Linked DNA regions of Triticum aestivum: regions 1 and 2 are each linked to region 3. Evidence: chromatin contacts called from public HiCAR-type data. All regions are on one chromosome and are shown on one strand. Each heading gives the region's core, a stretch centred on a gene start, on an enhancer-like site or on the middle of the called end of the contact. The rest is flanking DNA. Distances are from core to core; before and after follow the strand shown. Region 1 holds the start of LOC123128466 (pterin-4-alpha-carbinolamine dehydratase 2, mitochondrial). Region 2 holds the start of LOC123131015. Region 3 holds the start of LOC123128463 (probable RNA-binding protein ARP1).

The links. HiCAR-type assays count read pairs that join an accessible place to other places.
Region 1: a contact with region 3 is called in a HiCAR-type map of leaf, with 8 times the contacts expected there. The contact joins the promoter of LOC123128466 here to the promoter of LOC123128463 in region 3. A contact is called at or near these places in 2 of 5 Hi-C or Micro-C datasets (both in leaf) and 1 of 1 datasets of contacts at active chromatin or transcription factors (leaf).
Region 2: a HiCAR-type map of leaf shows a contact between it and region 3, with 6 times the contacts expected there. The contact joins the promoter of LOC123131015 here to the promoter of LOC123128463 in region 3. A contact is called at or near these places in 2 of 5 Hi-C or Micro-C datasets (both in leaf) and 1 of 1 datasets of contacts at active chromatin or transcription factors (leaf).

What each region holds. Positions count from the first base shown.
Region 1 is chr6A:556,837,979-556,840,990 of IWGSC CS RefSeq v2.1, reverse strand. LOC123128466 (pterin-4-alpha-carbinolamine dehydratase 2, mitochondrial) reads left to right here and starts at 1,635. Exons shown (of 7, transcript XM_044548474.1): 1 at 1,635-1,828; 2 at 1,935-2,056; 3 at 2,144-2,267. The coding sequence starts at 1,723. LOC123128465 (lysine-specific histone demethylase 1 homolog 1-like) reads right to left here and starts at 1,518. Exons shown (of 1, transcript XM_044548468.1): 1 at 1-1,518. The coding sequence starts at 1,395.
Region 2 is chr6A:556,483,122-556,486,257 of IWGSC CS RefSeq v2.1, reverse strand. It overlaps LOC123131015, which reads right to left and starts at 1,663. Exons shown (of 1, transcript XM_044550790.1): 1 at 244-1,663. The coding sequence starts at 1,541. The coding sequence ends at 825.
Region 3 is chr6A:556,689,218-556,692,400 of IWGSC CS RefSeq v2.1, reverse strand. It overlaps LOC123128463 (probable RNA-binding protein ARP1), which reads left to right and starts at 1,799. Exons shown (of 6, transcript XM_044548466.1): 1 at 1,799-2,569; 2 at 2,685-2,808. The coding sequence starts at 2,288.

The sequences.
Region 1 (3,012 bases), core at 386-2,885, 150 kb before region 3:
ATTCTGTCCATAGAATATCGGGACGCCATCAGCAAGTGCTCGGACAAATTGGGAATTGCCACCAGGTATAAAGCAGTGGTCGCCACCCATTTCGTATGGATCATCCTGGTCCCAGAAGGCCATGGAGAGATCAGCAAGAGGAGCGGCATTGGCATACTCCAGGTTGGCCAGATGCCAATCAAGAAGCATCCGTTCCTCTGGCTCAGCGGCAACACCATGCGCTGCCCGGAATGCCTCGAGTGCCATGCCAAGTGACACATCCACACCGTGTGGAACACTATCTGCGATAACCTGCCGCAGCTGGCAAACCTTGTCAAGAAGCTGGTTAAAGGCAGCCTCAACACGATCATCCATGTCAGGGTCGACTGGGCGGCCATCCGGAAGATACAGCGGGCACTTGTCCCGCACCTTGTGAAGTGGGAACCCAAGCTGCCGTGCTATGACACCAAGGGGGTTCCCATTAATACCAGTGAGCACACTGCCTCCCAGATCAGCAGAAGCAGCAATGTCAGGATAGTCTGCTGCAGAGGACCGCATTGTCTTAGTAAACACACGGCCACCTGGGCGGAGTCGGCCTTCGACAATGGCAACCTTGAAGCCAAGGGACATAAGGTGGCGTGCGGCGGCGAGGCCAGCAAAGCCAGCACCCACGATGAGGACAGAAGGGGGAGGATGGGAGGGAGGGGGGATTGGTGGTAGGGAGACAATGGAGGGGGCGAGGCCGAAATTGATGTAGGCATGGTCCGATAGGAAGGAGTGTGCGGCGGCGACGAGGGGCGCGTGCTCGGCGCGGAGGGATGCGAGCGCGGCGTTGGCCGCGACGGGGGAGAGGGGATTAGAGCGCCAGAGCGCGAGAATATGGTTGCGCACGACGAGGTAGTTGGCCTGGTCGGCGCCACCGATAAGCGGGATGACGGCGGCGGCGACCTCGTCCTCGGAGAGGGTATCGGCGGGGAACCCCGCCGCGAGCGCGATGGTGGCCTCGGAATCCAGCTCCCGCGCCAGGCGGAGGGAGGAGTTGGTCGGCGGGCGGCCACGGCGGCGCGGGATGCCGGCGAGATGCGCCGCGGTGGCCCCCGACGAGGAGGAGGCGCGGAGGACGCGGACGCCGGCCGTGGGGATCATGCCGGGGAACTGCTTCTTGCGGCGGCGGCGCTTCCGCGCGACGGTGGAGTCGTCGACGGCCGCGGTGGTGGAGGGGGCGGACGGGGTCGGGGAGGACGTGGGCGCGTCCTCCTCCATGGGCTCCGCGGCGTCTCCCCCGGCCGCGCCGTCCTCCATGGGCTCCGCCGCGGCTGCCTGGTCCTCGTCCTGCTCCATGGGGACGAGAGCTAGATGCCCCGCGGCTTCGGGCGGAGGCAAGGGCGGTGGCTGCGCCCCGTTGCCTTCCTCCATTGGGGTCTCCGGCGAAGGATGCGGCGAGGTCGGCGACTAGATTTGGGAATTGGGAGGGTTCAGGGGTTGGTTTAGGGCCAGAACTGTACGGGGCGAATGCAGAGTCGGGACTCGGGAGGGAAGAGGTGGCTGGCCCTATGGAATGTACTACTCGTATTTCCGTAAAACATGGATGAAAGCGTACTTTACGTCTCTCCGTTTCCGTGCCTAGTAGACGCAACCGTTCCCTCAACTCTGAACACGTGTCTCAAAAAAATAAAACTCTGAACATAGAAGCTTCACCTGGAGTGCCACGGCACCGCGCCGCTGTCTCCCCGGAGCTCAGGGATGGAGGGGCGCACCCTACTCCGCGACCAGGCGGCACCCAGCGCGTCCGCCCCCACTGGCCGCTCCGCCTCGCAGGCGACGGGGGACGAGGCCGCGGCTAAAGTCGGTGAGCGCGCGCCGCCGCCGCTGCCCCGTTCGTTTTCTAAATCTCTCTCGATCTAGGCCTCCCCAGATGTGTGCTTCTGAGCTTGAGGCCACGGATCACTATGCAGTCCTGTCAAAAGAAGCATGCGTTTTTTTTTTTGCAGAATTATCAAAAAGGAGCTGTGTCTCATGCAATTCAAAGGATTTACAAGCCATGTCAGAAGATTCTGCTAAAACGTTGCTAGAGCAGGTTTTCTTTTCTTCTCATGCTTTGCTATAGTAAAGAAAAAAAACTTGATTAAGACCAGCTATGTCGACTGACCTCCCTTGAAAACAGGTGGCTGGTTGGGAGGTGAAAAATGAGGGTGGCATTCCGAAATTGCACAGGGCATGGAAGGTGAAGAACTTTGCCAAAGGGCTTGAGTTCTTTCAGCTTGTTGCTGCTGTTGCCGAGGAAGAAGGTCTCCTTTCTTTCGCTCTGTTCTTCATATTCACGTTGTCTCGTTGTTCAGAATTCAGTTTTCTAAACTCCCCTGTTCTCACCGCATTGGAATTTAACAATATCATTGGCACATACAGGCCACAGCAAGTCGATGTACTGCTTACTACTCCTATGTATCAAAACACAAGACGCTTTTTGATACAAAGGGAGTATCAAAAAACGTGTTGTATTTTGATACGGATGGAGTATTATCAAAGAGGAGTTATTCACTTCCTGTCCTACAGTCCTAAATCCCCACTGCAATATTTAACAATATCATTTGGCACATACAGACCGCAACAAGTAAATGCTGCTAACTAGTATATATGTTCAGTATGCCAGTATCTTCACTTCTTCACAGTGATATTAATTGTATGTGTTGTTAACTGGACTCCACATAATAGACAGCATAGCTACCCAGTCCTCACCAAACGTGGCACCTCCTAAACTGTTATGTTATCAACGGACGACTCCAAGCTTTCAGAAGATATATTTCCCCTCATATATCCATGGTGTCATAATCAAACTACTTTTGTTCAAACTTTGCTACCTATGTGTTGCATTTGGTCTTGCAGTTATATTTAGCATGATGAGAGATCGTATTTCTACATTTCTAAAGGAAAATACCCCTGAAATTGGCCAAGAAACTTTGTATTTCACCCAGAATCCAACGAATTTCTTGGCACTTTTTTTTTGTTTCAGTAACAATCTTGGCAAATTATGTT
Region 2 (3,136 bases), core at 414-2,913, 210 kb after region 3:
CAGCTCGTACTAAAAACTGTTTTTGCGTACCCTCATTCTGTGTATCAGCTAGACTGCTAGAGTTGCTCTAAGCAGGTGAGCATCCCCAAACGCCGGCCGCTGCCCTCTCCCAAAATGGGCCGCGCAAGGGACCTTTTTATGTTATTAATCTTTGCAAGTGATTTCCATTAGTCCAAAATAGTTGCTCAACAGTAAATCTGATGTCAAGCCTGAAATAAAATCAGACAACCATGAAGGTTCCAATTGGAATGTAAAAAATGCAATTCAACAACATGAGACAGAGGCAATAAGAGTCCGAAGATCCGAAGATTGTTCAAAGATATCTAGAGACTATATTCTCACATAAGAGGCAATACAAATTAAAGGATGATGCATACGAGACTTCAGAGCATACACTCGATGAGGTTGGACTCACGATTCCTGCAGCGTCTGGTCTTGTGCCTAACCATACGGAGCCTATTGCCGTTGCTGTTCCCGTTGCCGTTCGCGTTGACCTTGCCGTTCCCGTTGCCCTTGCCAGTTAACACCACCTCCAGACCAGTGAAGACAGCATACTGTTTGTCCACAAATATCTGCTCAGTATCGAGGCTGGGTAACAAAGTCTCAAGAAACCTGATGATGCAAAACCTGCCAGAACCCAGGCTGACCATTTTGGCGGGATTCGACAGGCCGCTATGATGCCACTCCTCCGGCAGGTAATTATCCGCCCAAATCAAGCCCGGCTCTGGCCGCTGCCCTGTGAGGACAGGTGAGAGATCGGCCGCACAAGGCAAGTGGTAGTCCTGATCAGAGACACCAAACCAGTGGTTGAGCTCGGGAACATACTACGCGGTGCCAAAGAAGGGCAACACCCAGTCACCAACACGGCTCCAGGAGTGGCTCAGCGTGTCAAAGCAGTAGCTGCCAAAGCCAGATGCAGAGATGCAGATGACGTTGCCCACCACTGCACAGGAGTCGATGAATATTTCTTCTTCCAGTGGCGGCAGCGGGAGCTCGTCACATTGCCAGGTCCTGCAGGGATGGGACTCATTGTAGTGCTGGCCGGACACAAGGGCCTCGAACTGGAAGCTCTTGCCAGGACATAGCAGCCTCTCGATCATGTAGAGGCTGCCTTCACCACCTCCGGGACGAGGAATAGAGATGGCCAATGGATCAACCTTGGGAGCGTGGAGGTTGGGCATGGTGACCAAGCATTCCGAGTCAGTGTCGTAGGTGAAGACGTGTCTTTGGCGGTCTGCGAACACGATGTTGCGTTCCGAGAGAGCGAACACATCCAGTCTGAGTTCGTCGGACTTAGGCTTCGGGTATGGCGCCGGCCGCATGTTGACGAGTGGTGACGGCAACCGAATCGTCCGAATCTCTGAGGCTTGCTGCTTCTTGACCCTGCCGCTGGCCTTGCTCAGGGATGATGAAGAATCTCTTTGTATCGGCGGCAGGACTCGCCCATGTAAAGCTACTTCTTCCGGTGTTGAGTAGAAAAACTGGTTGCGGGACAGATCGAAGCGGCGCAGCGAATACATGCAGCCCGGGCGGTTCGCCATGAACAGATTCAGAAACCGCCGGACCCCATGGCTCCAAGTTGAATTACCCTGTCCTCGTCGCCGATGGATCAATGGAGGCAGATATCCTGAGTAATAAATATAGAAGAAATCAGAAAGTTGAAAAATTAAATCAGGTACGATTAACAACCATGTATGTACAGAGAAAAGAAATAGTGGTTGCCTTTCGATCAAGCCGGGCGAAGATGAAGCAGCAGCAGATCACGGGCGGCGGAGGGCAGGGCGAGATTGGGGACGGGATCTTAAGGGACTGGTTTGTTGGGTCGGAATATGGGCCCGAAGACATAAGGGCTCGATAGCATGGGTTCCCATAATCAATGGGTCCAGTTAGGGTACCACCCAGTGGATGGCTCCTATTTAACGCGCGGGTCGCCGCGGAGCGACCTCGCGCGCTGGTGTTTCTATGGACCTTGCCCATTTCCGGGTTTCAACCCCAACCGGTTTTGGGAAGATTCTAGAAACTTTCCTGGACCTTTTTTTTTTCTGTTTTTCTTTCTTTTACTTTTTTCCTTTTAATTTTTGTTCCTTTTTCTGTTCTATTTTCGTTTTTATTTTATTTTCTATTTTTCTGATTTCATTTTAGTTCTTGTTTTTTCAATGTACGAAAATCTTTAAATTCGTGAATTTTTAAAATTGTGAACATTTTCAGAAAAAATGAACAGTTTTTAAATTCATTGACATTTATTTAGAAATTGTGAACTTTTAAAAAAAATCCTGAACAACCTCTTAAATCATGAACATTTTTTGAAAATACGAATAGTTTTTAACAATCACAAAATAACTAGAAATCGTGAATTTTTTTGTAAATTCATGAACATTCTCTTAAATCGTCAACATATTTTCGAATTCCCAAATATTTATTAAATGATGAACATTTTTAAATTCATGAAAGTTTTTTCTAAAACATGAACATTACTTAGAAGTTCATAAATAATTTTCAAATTGACGAACATTTTTTGATAATCATGAACATTTTTTGAAATAATGAAAAATTTTATTCATGAAAAGTTTTTTTCAAATTCGTGAACAATTTTTGAGTTCCCGGACATTTTTCTAAACTAATGAACATTTTGTTTTGAATTCATGATTGTTTTTTTTAATTCACAACTTTTATATATATTTTTTATAAATTTTTGCTACCCCAATTTATTGAAAAAAAGGAAAAACAGGCGGCGTCCCGGCCCGCTCATGGGCCCGCCCACAAGGGCGTGAAGGGGGGCAAGGGGGGTGTGCACTCGCTTTCTTCGCAACGCGTTACGCGCCCAATAGGAGGTCCCCATCGAGTGAGGACAAAATCATTTGGGCCATTATTAGGTAGACGAATTGGTTCTTTTTCTTTCTTTCTTTGTCTTGGAAAGCGCTTCATTAATGGCATTTCTTATTTGGCGCTGCAGGCGCCCGTTACAATGTAATTTGCAAACAAACGGGCACCAGGAGTCCAAACTGGGTCGGCCCATTCTATTTTATTCCTTCAAGTTCTTCTTGTTTTTTGAAAGGTCAAAAAGAGTGCTGGGATGGGAGTTCAAACTCGCAACACTTTTGTTGTAAGCGCTTGGGTCTAGCCAACAGGCTATCCA
Region 3 (3,183 bases), core at 550-3,049:
TGTATCTCCCATTCGACAAGCTTCCTCCCCCGAACAGATTTTGTTATGGACTAGATGCCACCATCAACTATAGTTGCATGTGACGACGTCAAGTGAACTTGCTAACGCCCCGCCATGCATCTTAATCTCGGTGGGGAACTCATCCATAGTCATTGTTTTCGTTGTTGTCCTCGCCAATCAATTCTTTCCCTCCCTCTTATTATTCATTTCTCCTTATTCTTTGCTATTTCCATGTTCCTCCCTCTTCTTTCTCCTGCTGCCAATCACCTAGTCCCACATGACGATAACGGAGCATTAGGTTGCTAAAAGACTATGGACCGAATGCTCGCTTACCGGATCTTTTTTAATTCATGGAAACGACATGCATTTTGTCATTCGCACATACCAGAAGGAATGTTGAGAACACTCATAAAGAAGAACGAGATGGTGTAGCCTCAAAGGGCTACTCCCGACTCCAAGATTCCTGGCGACAAGTTTGTTAAAGGTGGTTTGCCGCTAAAAATTCTTCTTGGGCTTGGATTTTCATATGGACTCTAGATACTTGTTTTAAAATTATGAGGCGAAGTGTTAGAAATGTGTAACACCTAATGTTGAATACAATATTTCCATGCAACTTTATTTTTTTGTAGAACGACCCTTAGGAGGGTACTTTGGCCGTCTAGAGCATCTTCAACAGTTGCGGTAATAATTGCTGCATAGAATCTTTTTTAGTGATGTGGCATAGAATAAGCGAGAAGAGACAGCGAGATTACATATACCGAACCAAGAACCTATGCATAAGCTCTCAGGTGGAACTTCACCGATCCTATTAATCGGATATTTTACCCGCAAACCAACATACAAGCTAGTACAGGAGCAGGAATTTTACATTAGTCTTAGAACAGCCACCGTGGGTCATCATCAAAGGTTGGCCGAGAGGCCAAGGCGAACGCCCCTTGATAATCTGGTAATGGCGTCCACGGCAGCAATGCACCAGCTAGCACAGCGGACGGACGCGCCACTGACGTCGCGCCGATGACGCTGCTAATCTCGTCTCGTGGATAATAACGACTAACTAACGACGTACCTTCCTCCCTGCCCTGCCCTGCCAGAGAGAAACGACCACCTCCACGGTCAACGCCTGGAAGAGTCGCCAACGATGCATGGACAACTCCCCCTAGTGATATCCACGACAGCTCGCTCCCGGTTGCTCTTTCCACACAAATTCCCTCCCCAATAAATTATCATATACACACAGTCAAGAAATGACGACCGGTACACGTACGCGTATACGTAACCCCGGGTACATATTCCGTATACATCACCGCGCTTTCATTACTAGTGTTTAATCAGCTAGACCCCCATTAGCGCTAGCGAGGTCGGCGTTGGTTCCTGCTCGGGCTAATCTCGCCGCGGTACCGTCCGACGGCGCTAGCGTGTGGGGCTTTCCGCACGAGGCGAAAACCAAAGTGGCGTGTCCGACGCGGGCAAGCCGGAGGAGAAGCAAGCCCGCAAGCAACCGCAACCGGAGAGGTGGTGCACCTAGCTCGCTCGCTAGCCCGCGCACCACACGCGCGCGCGTAGCAGCAGCAGCAGACGTGCCTGGATCGATGGATCGATCGACCGGCCGAGAGGCGCGCGAGAGGGACAGGTCGGGGCAGCGCGAATCGCCCGCCCAAGTGGGGGAAGGTGGCTGGCTGGCTTGCTACGATGATGATACGACTCCAGCGCCTCTATCTCTCTCTCTATCGAGAAAAAGAATTGGATTTGAACGCACACAATGGAATACAAACAGGAGGGAGGCGTCGAGGGATCTTATTATAGCTACCCATTGGAAACGAGGGCTAGAAAAGGTCATGCAGCTGTCATCCCACCCCGGAGCCCTCTCGTCCAGCGCACGGCCGCCCCCTCCCCCTCTCCTAGTTGTAGACATACAGATATCGTTTCCTCCCCCGTCTCGTCTCTTCCCAGGCAGAGAGAGGAGGGCGAGGCGTGTTATGGAAGCGCATCTTTCCACCCCGAGCGAGAGGAGAGATCAATTAGCGGGGACAGGCGGCGGGAGGTGTCTGTGCAAGGGCGCGAGCCGGAGCCGGATCGGACCAAGCCGTCCCGGCCAAAAGCACTGCTGACCGCGTACCAATCGGGTAAAGTCTCCTTAAGAGTCCAGGGTAGCTCAGCTATCGATAGTTCGTTTCATCCCGGTTTTACTTGGCGACTCCCCTCGAGACCCAAACAGCAAGGCCGGGAGGAGGAGGAGGACTTCGCGTGCGCGGTGCCGCGTGGTTGCGTCCTAGAGCTAGAAGAAGAGATGGCGGCGACGGCGGCGGCATCGTCGTCGTCCCCCGCTGGCGGCGCCTCGTCACCGGCGCAGGCGCCGGGCGGAGGCGGCGGAGGAGGAGGCGGCGGCGGCGGGGTGCCGTACCACCGGTCGCGGTTCGGCGATACGACGCTGACCAAGGTGTTTGTCGGCGGGCTGGCGTGGGAGACGCCGTCCGCGGGGCTGCACGACCACTTCCGGGAGTACGGCGAGATACTCGAGGCGGTCGTCATCACCGATCGCGAAACCGGCCGATCCAAGGGCTACGGATTCGTACGTCCTCCTCCCTCCCCCCTCTCTCCCTCCCTCTCGCCGATACATACGCCATCGCCGGCGATCCGTGCGTCGTTCTCATCGGGCGCGTTCCCATCTTCTCTTCTCTCCGCAGGTGACGTTCCGGGACCCGGAGGCGGCGCAGCAGGCGGTGCAGAACCCGAACCCGATGATCGCCGGCCGGCGCGCCAACTGCAACATTGCGTCCATGGGCCCGCCGCGACCGTCGCCGCAGAGAGGTGAGCAACAGTATAACAAAAAAAACACCGAATCAATGCCCTCCTTTTTCCCCCCTCTCCCATCGTTTGCTCGCGCATGTGCATGGCAGTAAATAACCGGGACATGATCAGCGGGGATCGGCCGTACGCAATTAGCAGGATAAGCTTGATTAGGGCTCGCGTCTCTCCTTCTCCTTCTCCTCCTCCTACTTGCGTGTTAGCCAGCGGGTTAGGATAAGAGGATCGTTAATGGCCGGACGGGCGGGCGGGGCCCGGCTCCAGCTGCTCAAAGCTTTAAAAGACTGGGGCGCCAGCCGAGACGGAGCAGGACGACGACTTGGAGCACTTTGGCCTGCATTGGGAGGGGCGGCATGCTCCGGCTGTCAGACATGCACA